2 separate regions of the Hordeum vulgare genome follow, and region 1 is linked to region 2. Evidence: chromatin contacts called from public Hi-C data. All regions are on one chromosome and are shown on one strand. Each heading gives the region's core, a stretch centred on a gene start, on an enhancer-like site or on the middle of the called end of the contact. The rest is flanking DNA. Distances are from core to core; before and after follow the strand shown. Region 1 holds the start of LOC123444280 (probable choline kinase 2). Region 2 holds the start of LOC123444278 (putative methyltransferase DDB_G0268948).

Region 1 (4,546 bases), core at 1,385-3,884, 220 kb before region 2:
GGAGGAGTCCTACTCCAATCCTATTTGGAGTAGGATTCCACCTTCCCACTTGGAAACTCTTTCCACCTTGTGTTTTTTCCTTCTCAAACCTTATGGGCCTTAGTGGGAACTTATTCCAACCCACCAGGGGCTGGTTTATCTCTTCCCATAGCCCAGGAGACCGCTTGGGGCGTGACACCCCTCCCGGAACTCCCGGTACACTACCGATGAGCCCGAAACTTTTCCGGTGACCAAAACAGGACTTCCTATATATCAATCTTTACCTCCGAACTATTCTGGAGCTCCTCGTGACGTCCTGGATCTCATCCGGGACTCCGAACAACTTTTGGTTACCAACACCTATAACTCAACTATACCAAAACATCACCGAACCTTAAGTGTGCAGACCCCGCGGGTTCGAGAACTATGCAGACATGACCCGAGACACTCCTCGGTCAACATCCAACAGCGGGACCTGGATGCCCATATTGGATCCTACAAATTCTCCGAAGATATTATCGGTTGAACTTCAGTGCCAAGAATTCATATAATCCCGTACGACATTCCCTTTGTCCTTCGGTATGTTACTTGCCCGAGATTCGATCGTGGGTATCCGCATACCTATTTCAATCTCGTTACCGACAAGTCTCTTTACTCGTTCCATAATACAAGATCATGTGACTTACACTTAGTCACAATTCTTGCAAGGCTTGTGTGTGATGTTGTATTACCGAGTGGGCCCCGAGATACCTCTCCGTCAGACGGAGTGACAAATCCCAGTCTTGATCCATACTAACTCAACGGAAACCTTCGGAGATACCTGTAGAACACCTTTATAGTCACCCAGTTACGTTGCGACGTTTGATGCACACAAGGTATTCCTCCGGTGCCAATGAGTTATATGATCTCGTGGTCATAGGAACAAATACTTGACACGTAGAAAACAATAGCAATAAAACGACACGATCAATATGCTACATTCATAGTTTGGGTCTTGTCCATCACATGATTCTCCTAATGATGTGATCCCGTTATCAAGTGACAACACTTGCCTATGGCCAGGAAACCTTGACCATCTTTGATCAACGAACTAGTCAACTAGAGGCTCACTAGGGATAGTGTGTTGTCTACGTATCCACACATGTATTTGAGTTTCCAATCAATACAACTCTAGCATGGATAATAAACGATTATTATGAACATGGAAATATAATAATAACTAATTTATTATTGCCTCTAGGGCATATTTCCAACATCATACCACACACAGCTTGTTTTCCTCCATCTTGGGTTTTTTCCCCTCCTGCATGAACACACTCGAACTCTCTCCTGATTATGTGGTTACACCCCTTCTTCTGAGTCCTCTTAGTGTAACATATCCTAGTGCCAAAACCCAGCTTCTTAGCATAGCTATTATACACCTTTTGTGCTTCCTCGATGGTGTCAAAGACTAATCCAACATATGGCGCATCTGGTCGAGTAGTTGTTGCATCATCAGCAAATGGAATATATGTGCCCCCTTCAATGTCCTCCATGATTTCATCCTACAATGAAACATATTTTTTAGCATCAACATTGCACACATGATATCCTAGAGCCAAAACAATGGGCACAAGTTGAAAATATCTGAACACATACCATATCTGAATGTATCTGAACATATACGGTGCTAAACAGATCACAACATATTCTGAACACAGCCCATGACAATACAATCTAAGCTTCCAGCAGCAAAGTAAAATGTATCGAAGGGCAACAAATCGTGCTTCTAACTACGCTGTCACATTTATCCTACAGATTCATCAACAATCCCCGATGGTGTGTTAAAAACCAGCCAAATCATGCATCAGACGACCAGCATACATCAAAACTACAACAAACATCCGAAAAAAGAAAGCTAAAAACTGCGAATATGTATCAAGGTGTTCGTGTTACCTCCTCATCTCCAATATTCACCACAGGAGGATTCATGTTTGTCTGATTACTCGAAGCAGCAGCACCCCAAACGCCTCACGAACCTGTGGTATTACCCGATCCATGCCGCCAGATTGCATCTGAAATCCCTCTATACTCAATATCTCGTCTTAGGTGCGCCACTTTTGCAGATACTTGTCTCTCGATGGAAGCATTCGCGCCAGAAATCTGAATGGAGAAGACACAGGAGAGGAGCTGTTCTCCCGCGGAAGGAAGCATATGTCCAGTGCGTGCGTTCAGGGCCACTTATTGCGTACGCCCAGCCGCTTAATTACAGGTATTAAAACCCTCTAAAACAGGACATCACATCTAATCTGATGGATCCCAGACCCTCATCCAACGGCGCATACGTAGTCTGATGGATGCTGCGTGCAGACCGATGCCTAGCGCTTTCCAACTGATTGGACGTTAGTAATCTGCTGTTCACGTTCTTTATGTTATGCGCTGTATCATTTTTTGCTCACCCAAACTTTTCCTATCAATGAAATAATACGAAAAAATTGCGTATTCGCAAAAAGAAAAAGCAACGAGTCAACACGGTGCGGTGCCCAAGAAGACCCCGGTTGATTGACCGGGGTATGTCCTCGCAAAGAATGGAGAGAAACCATGGAGGGGGCATCTGGAAAAATCCCAAGCAACAGGCAGACCCTATTTATGCGCGGCCCCGCCCTCGGAGCCCCGAACCACATAAACTGATAAACCATCCCAAAACACGCCAGGCAGAGCAAAACCTCCTCCCCGTTACCCGCAGTTGCGAAGCTTCCCTACTTCTCCCCCAATCTCGCTTCACGAACAAGAACACCCGAATCAGAGAAACAAGAAACAGAAAGATCAAAGGAAGAGGCGAGAGCGCCAAATCCTCTGGCACCCCCATTCCCGCCCCAGGTTCGATCAAAGGAGAGAGCAGAAAACGTGGTTCGCGAGAATGGTGGCGATCGAGAGCCAGGTCCAGAGGCCGGCGGAGCCGGCGAGGATCCCCAAGGAGGCGCGGCGTCTCCTGCACGACCTGGCGGCCGCGTGGCCGAACGTGGCGGACTGCCGCGCGCTGGAGGTGGTGCCGCTCAAGGGCGCCATGACCAACGAGGTGTACCAGGTGCGCTGGCTCACCGCCCCGGCCGAGGCGGGCGCCGGCGCGGGGCCGCTCAAGGAGAGGGAGGTGAGGAAGGTGCTGGTGCGGATTTACGGCGACGGCGTCGACCTCTTCTTCGACCGCGAGGACGAGCTGCGCACCTTCGAGTGCATGTCCCGCCACGGCCAGGGCCCCCGCCTCCTCGGCCGCTTCCCCAACGGCCGCGTCGAGGAGTTCATCCACGCACGGGTAGGTGCATATCGCGTCTAATAAGCAAAATAGCTATCAAATTTCTTCTACCTTTCAGTCTTTCTTGGTTCAGAGGCCATTTCAGAACTGGTATCCTCTGTTTCTTGGCGAATTTCTTCAACTGCCAAATTGCTCTGTTTCTTTGCACGAATGATTCAGTTATTTTTAGTGCACTTGTGTTTGGTGGAATTTTCGTAAATTTAGTTAACCCGGACCATGCAGTGTGGAATTTGTTCTTGTCAAATTAAATATGCAAGTTAGGGTTAAGCTACTGCTTTCTTGATACTTTACGAGATTCTACTGCTATGGGGCCGACTAGTTTATTGCAGTGTGGTTCTCGTTCGTTGAATGCTCTGCCGTGGGAATCGAGCATTCTGAAATTTTTGATAATTCTTCACATCTAGTCTTATCCATCAGTTCAGAAAGAAAACGTTTCTTCAAGCCATTAGTCAATCAACTCCCATTTAGCCGGAATTATTTATGTCCCACGTGACTTAGTCAAAAGCTGCCTTGTGTTTCTTCGCTTGCGACATCTCCTAGAAATTTGTGATGTGTGTATATTTTTCTTTGCAAGGCTATGTCATCAAATGAAATCTCTCTTCCTTAGGCTATTTCTTGTCACGTCAATAAATTTGTGGTGTCACTAGCTGATGATGCTGTCTTTGTCAAGTAGTCGATCGTCTATAACTGCACATACGACCACAGGGAACGTCTCCCTTAGAAAATCCATGGCCTGAAAGCAATTGATTTGACTTCAGGAAGTAGGCCGATTACTAAGTTGGCAAAACCAACGCAGTTGGTGGCAAAGTACGTTTAGAATGAAGAAGCGTAGGCAGTATGCATGGTCCAATTCACTTTCTAAGTCCCTTTGAAATGTGAGTCATGCTATTGCCAAAGAATGAGAGGGCACCGTAGCACGTTCTAGATTCTTCAGAGCACATAGCGCTTTATATTTCTGTCGCTCTCATAAAAGGGAGTATCATGTGCTGTTTTCTGGGGTGAAGAAAAAGGGCTGAGAAACTGAGAATGGAATACGGTTCGTTGCTATCCTAACTTTTTCGCGAAAGCTGCCCTCGGAAACTGAGATTTGCTATCAAGGTGGCCAAACCATCTATCTGTTTGTAAACACAAACTAATGCAATTGTTTTTTCAGACATTGTCGGCTCCCGACCTACGCGATCCTGAAATTTCAGCTCTGGTGGCTACAAAACTGAGGGAATTCCACAACCTTGACATGCCTGGTCCCAAGCATGTGCTCCTCTGGGACAGACTGAA
Region 2 (4,389 bases), core at 400-2,899:
GCTATCGTTGGCGCTAGCCGGCCAGCAACACGACGGTGAGACGAACCGCAGCCGACGCCTAAATGTGTTGGAGTGAGATTTCCTCCACTTTGATATACCCGGCGCCATTACCCCGTCATGAGGCGAACCAACAACTTTGCTTTGATAGTAGAGATTTTGAAACGGATGGAGTAATAAGCAGTCAACTTTTACTCTACTCCCTCCGTTCCTAAATATAAGTTTTTGTAGAGATTTCACTAGTGGGCTACATACGGATGTATATAGACATACTTTAGAGTATATATTCAATCATTTTGCTCCGTATGTAGACCCTTAGTGAAATCGCTTAAAAGACTTATATTTAGGAACGTACATGTTATTCTGACCAAGAGAAAACAAAGGTCACTGATCACAATTCACCACACCCAGCAGCTCATCATCACGTCACATGGGCCTCCCAGCCAGCATGAAGGCCTTGAACACAAGCTTCCTGGGCACCGTCGGCAGATCCCCCCACCCCTCTTCCATCTCCTTCATCACATCCTTCACCAGCGCCTCCAGGTCCACCCCTCTCTCCCTGGCCGTCGTCGCGACGGAGCCGGTCATCACGAACCCGGCCAGGTCCTCCAGCGTCATCTCCGCCTCCATGTCGACATCGGCCGGCTCGCCCTCGCGGCCCACCCCGACGGGCTCGAAGGGGAACGGCAGCTCGTGGTACCGCTCCATGGCCAGCCTCGTCCTCGGGTCCATGTACGGCCGCATGGCCGGGTACAGCGTCCCCTGCAGCTTCTCCCCGAACGGGTGGATGTCGTAGTTGTACCCCCACACGGCGAGCACGCCGCCGGGCTTCTTGAGGGCGCGGTTCACCACGGCGTAGAAGAGCGGGACGTCGAACCAGTGGATCGCGGTCGCCACGACGACCAGGTCCAGGGAGCCCTCGCCGCCGACCAGCGCGACGAGCTCGTCCTCCGGGAGGCCCTCCGGCGTGTGCAGGTACCGCACCTTGGGGTGCGCGATGGCGTGGCGGAGCTGGCCCTCGCTCACGTCCGTCGCCACCACGCCGTCGTAGTGCTCCGCGATCTGAGGAGGAGGGAGGGGGGTTCGTTTTTTCAGGTGCTCGCTCGACTCATCTCAGAGTTCAGATCAGACAAACAGACGGCGTGGCTTAAAGGGTTGGAGGCTTACGCTGACGGAGGCCTGGCCGCTGCCGCAGCCGGCGTCCCAGGCGCGGCGGTGGCCGGCGGTGAGGGAGGCGAGCTTGGAGAACCACTCCTCGGGGTACCGCGGCCGCTTCTCGGCGTACGTCTCCGACGGCTTCTCATACAGCCCCGCCATTCTTGTGCTCTGCTATCAACCGTCGGTCTATAAAGTGCGAATTGCAGTTGAAGGGCTGGATCTGGATGGAATTTATAGACTATTATCACGGAGGTCAGAGTCAAAGTCAAAGTCAATGTGGTCACATGATCCATATAAAAATGTAGCCATGAATTATCCACTACAGTAGGAATCTAGGATTCAGAATTGTAAACTGCAGCAATTTGTTTCTCAGACTTTACACTGCCACGTATCCATTGGAACGCATCACATCTGAATGAAACCTGTGGGTTTCGGGTATAAAGCAGGTCAACCAGACGTATGCGACTTTGCTTACTCCAGCTTGTGTGGTGCACACCATTTTTGCTTCGCCAACATGATTGTATGCACCGAACTGAACTATCTGAGCATCCACAATATGCTTCAGCACCCATAAGACCATATCTAACAAACACTGTAAAATCACGACATGTAAACGTGTACCGTTTTACAATTCGATAAAGTAAGGTTTTACGGGACGAAATGTTGCGTTGCAGACCCTGTATATGAAATTATAAAATTTGAAGAAAAAAGTGCTCGCGGGAAGCAACTACTACATCATTCATCGAACATAGGCATGGTTATTGTAAAAATTACATCAGTTCTTCATCAAACTACATTAGTTCGGCATACTACTACTAGGGGGAGGGTCTGAGGGCCGTGCAACGTACCCGACCCAATGCTACCAAAAAGGACGGGTGCGGCGACGACGGCGCGGCGGAGGAGCAGGAGGAGCTTACTCCTCATCGGAGGTGGAGTCGAGGTCGATCCACATCTTGTCCTGCTCGGCCTTCAGGATGCGCAGGTCCGCCTCCTTGGACACACTCGCCTGCGACGCCGTGACCCCTTGCTCGAGGAAGATCTGCTCGATCTCCAGCTAGCGACGGTTGCGCGCGGCGTCCTCCACCGCTTCCCTCACCGAGCGCTCCATGATGGCGCATGAGGTGATCCTCCCACCCCGAGGGGGGAGGTAATCCTCGGGGTCGATGACCCCTCCACGCAGCTCGTCGACGTCGTCCTCGAGCTTGACGGCGAGCGGCCCAAGCTCCTCCGCCCTTCTCCTCACCGGAGTTATGGTCCGCGAGGACGACGCGCCCGCGAACGAACTCCCAGCAGCAAAGGAGCCGACGCGTCGAGCCGCGAGCTCGTACGCCTCGAGCTCGTGACGCTCGAAAGCCTGCGGCGGCCGGAGGCCATACTTCAGCCACCTCCGGGATCCCGGCTTGCGTGCGGCGTCGGAGACGCGGCGGCGACGACGCTCGGCGTCATCCCCTCCATTTCCATGGCCGTCCATGGTCGGGACAGCCCGCTGGTGGTTTTTTTGTCTCGCCGACGACGAGAAATTAGGGCGGAGTGGGTGTTTGAATCGCGGCGGAGCTACGGTGATGGAGGTTAGGGTTCGACCCGTAAACGCGCTGTAAAACCATATATATGCCGGCTCGAGGGGTCTTTTTGCGGGCCGCGGTAAAAAATTTACGGGCCGAACATACGAGACAGGGTCTGTTCTAACCACTAAAACAGACCAAACCCGTATACTGGCCGGAATTTTGCAGGTTCGACCCTTTTACGGTGTCTACTAGGATGCTCTAAGTGAGAACACTTCAAGATGCTTAAACATTACAACAACACATGCATTAACTATTTAGTACTCCCTTCGTTCCTAAATATAAGTCTTTCTAGAGATTTCATCTAGAGACTACACACGAAGCAAAATGAATGAATCTATATTCTAAAATATGTTTATATGCATCCGTATGTAGTCTTCTAGTGAAATATCTAAAAAGACTTATATTTAGGAACGGAGAGAGTATTTGGTTCATTGGTTATCTACAAACTAATGGCTTGTTTTGACTACAGGTTTACAACAGGCAGTAAAAGATATAAGCACCGTAACAACAGGCGTCACATAACACTCTCCTATAAATGTACAAGTTTCTACGAGCAACGTTTACTGCACAAGGTAATTGTACAGCGGACGAAATGGGGCATCAGCAGACTGCAGAGAGGCTGTTGTTGGAGATCGGGGACAGTGGGACTGGCATAGCGAGCACAGGATGCGGGCCTATGTCCTGCTATGTGTGAGCATCCAGGATTTATACAGGTACTGAAGACACCCCTTGAACACCGCATGCTCTCAACCTGTCATGATGAGAAAAGCAGAAAACCCAATTGACAATTTGGAAACACAGGAGAGTTTTACTGAACAATCTTGTATCGAATTAGTTTATTTATTGACTTGGAACCCTTTATCTATGTTATTAAGCATTGGGCATGATGATGGCAACAAGAAAGGTGATGTATTATATGACAAGTAGCAGTATATGTAAGAATGAGAAAATATACCTACCAGTTACAAATAAGTTCCATTTGGCAAGATGCGCCGCCATTCTTTACAGCCGTGTAAGTAGAGGTGCACATGTACATCAGTTGGGAAAGAAATTTCCCCTTTCATGCTGTGTGAACAATTCATCAGAGAATTCTCTGCATAATATCAGCTTCTTTTCCTGGAGCAATCTGGTAATGCAGCCGTGAACCTTCGGGAGTTCCCAAAGGCGCACCCGTGCAGGAGCAGTTGTCAACCATAAAAAGCTCCCATTTCTTGATACCACATTTCTCCAAAGCAGAGTCCAATCTTGGGTTGTCCCCATCAGGATAAGACCCATCAGGGGTAACAAGCACTGCTCCAGTGTATGATTGTCCAGCAGCCTGAGCAGCTCCATGGTAATGGAACAGACCCCAGCTGAAATCATCCGAAACATCGACAACTGTCCAAAACTCTTTTGAAACCACACCATTATCCAGCACACTGAAATAAAATGTACCAGGGATGCTAGCTCTTTTCACTCTGTACTTTCTACGCCTCCAAACCAGCTTCCCTTCCAGGGTCCTGACCTGAAAAATTGGCTCATACCAAAATGAACCTTTAGCTTTCCCTCTGTAGAATAATTGATACTGGCATGGGAATTGGTCATATGCTGGATTTTGTCCAGCTACAACTCTCCAACTCCACTCCAAGCTGTCCAGCCAACCGACAAACAAATCTTCCGCAACTTCATG

What was found. A called contact is a pair of places that touch in the nucleus more often than the background predicts.
Region 1: a contact with region 2 is called in a Hi-C map of leaf, with 6 times the contacts expected there. The contact joins the promoter of LOC123444280 here to the promoter of LOC123444278 in region 2. A contact is called at or near these places in 4 of 6 Hi-C or Micro-C datasets (leaf and seedling).

The regions. Positions count from the first base shown.
Region 1 is chr3H:463,600,755-463,605,300 of MorexV3_pseudomolecules_assembly, reverse strand. LOC123444280 (probable choline kinase 2) reads left to right here and starts at 2,634. Exons shown (of 7, transcript XM_045120959.1): 1 at 2,634-3,271; 2 at 4,425-4,546. The coding sequence starts at 2,879.
Region 2 is chr3H:463,378,190-463,382,578 of MorexV3_pseudomolecules_assembly, reverse strand. It overlaps LOC123444278 (putative methyltransferase DDB_G0268948), which reads right to left and starts at 1,649. Exons shown (of 2, transcript XM_045120956.1): 1 at 1,165-1,649; 2 at 317-1,059. The coding sequence starts at 1,314. The coding sequence ends at 424. LOC123444277 (violaxanthin de-epoxidase, chloroplastic) reads right to left here. Exons shown (of 3, transcript XM_045120955.1): 2 at 3,680-4,389; 3 at 3,106-3,471. The coding sequence ends at 3,802.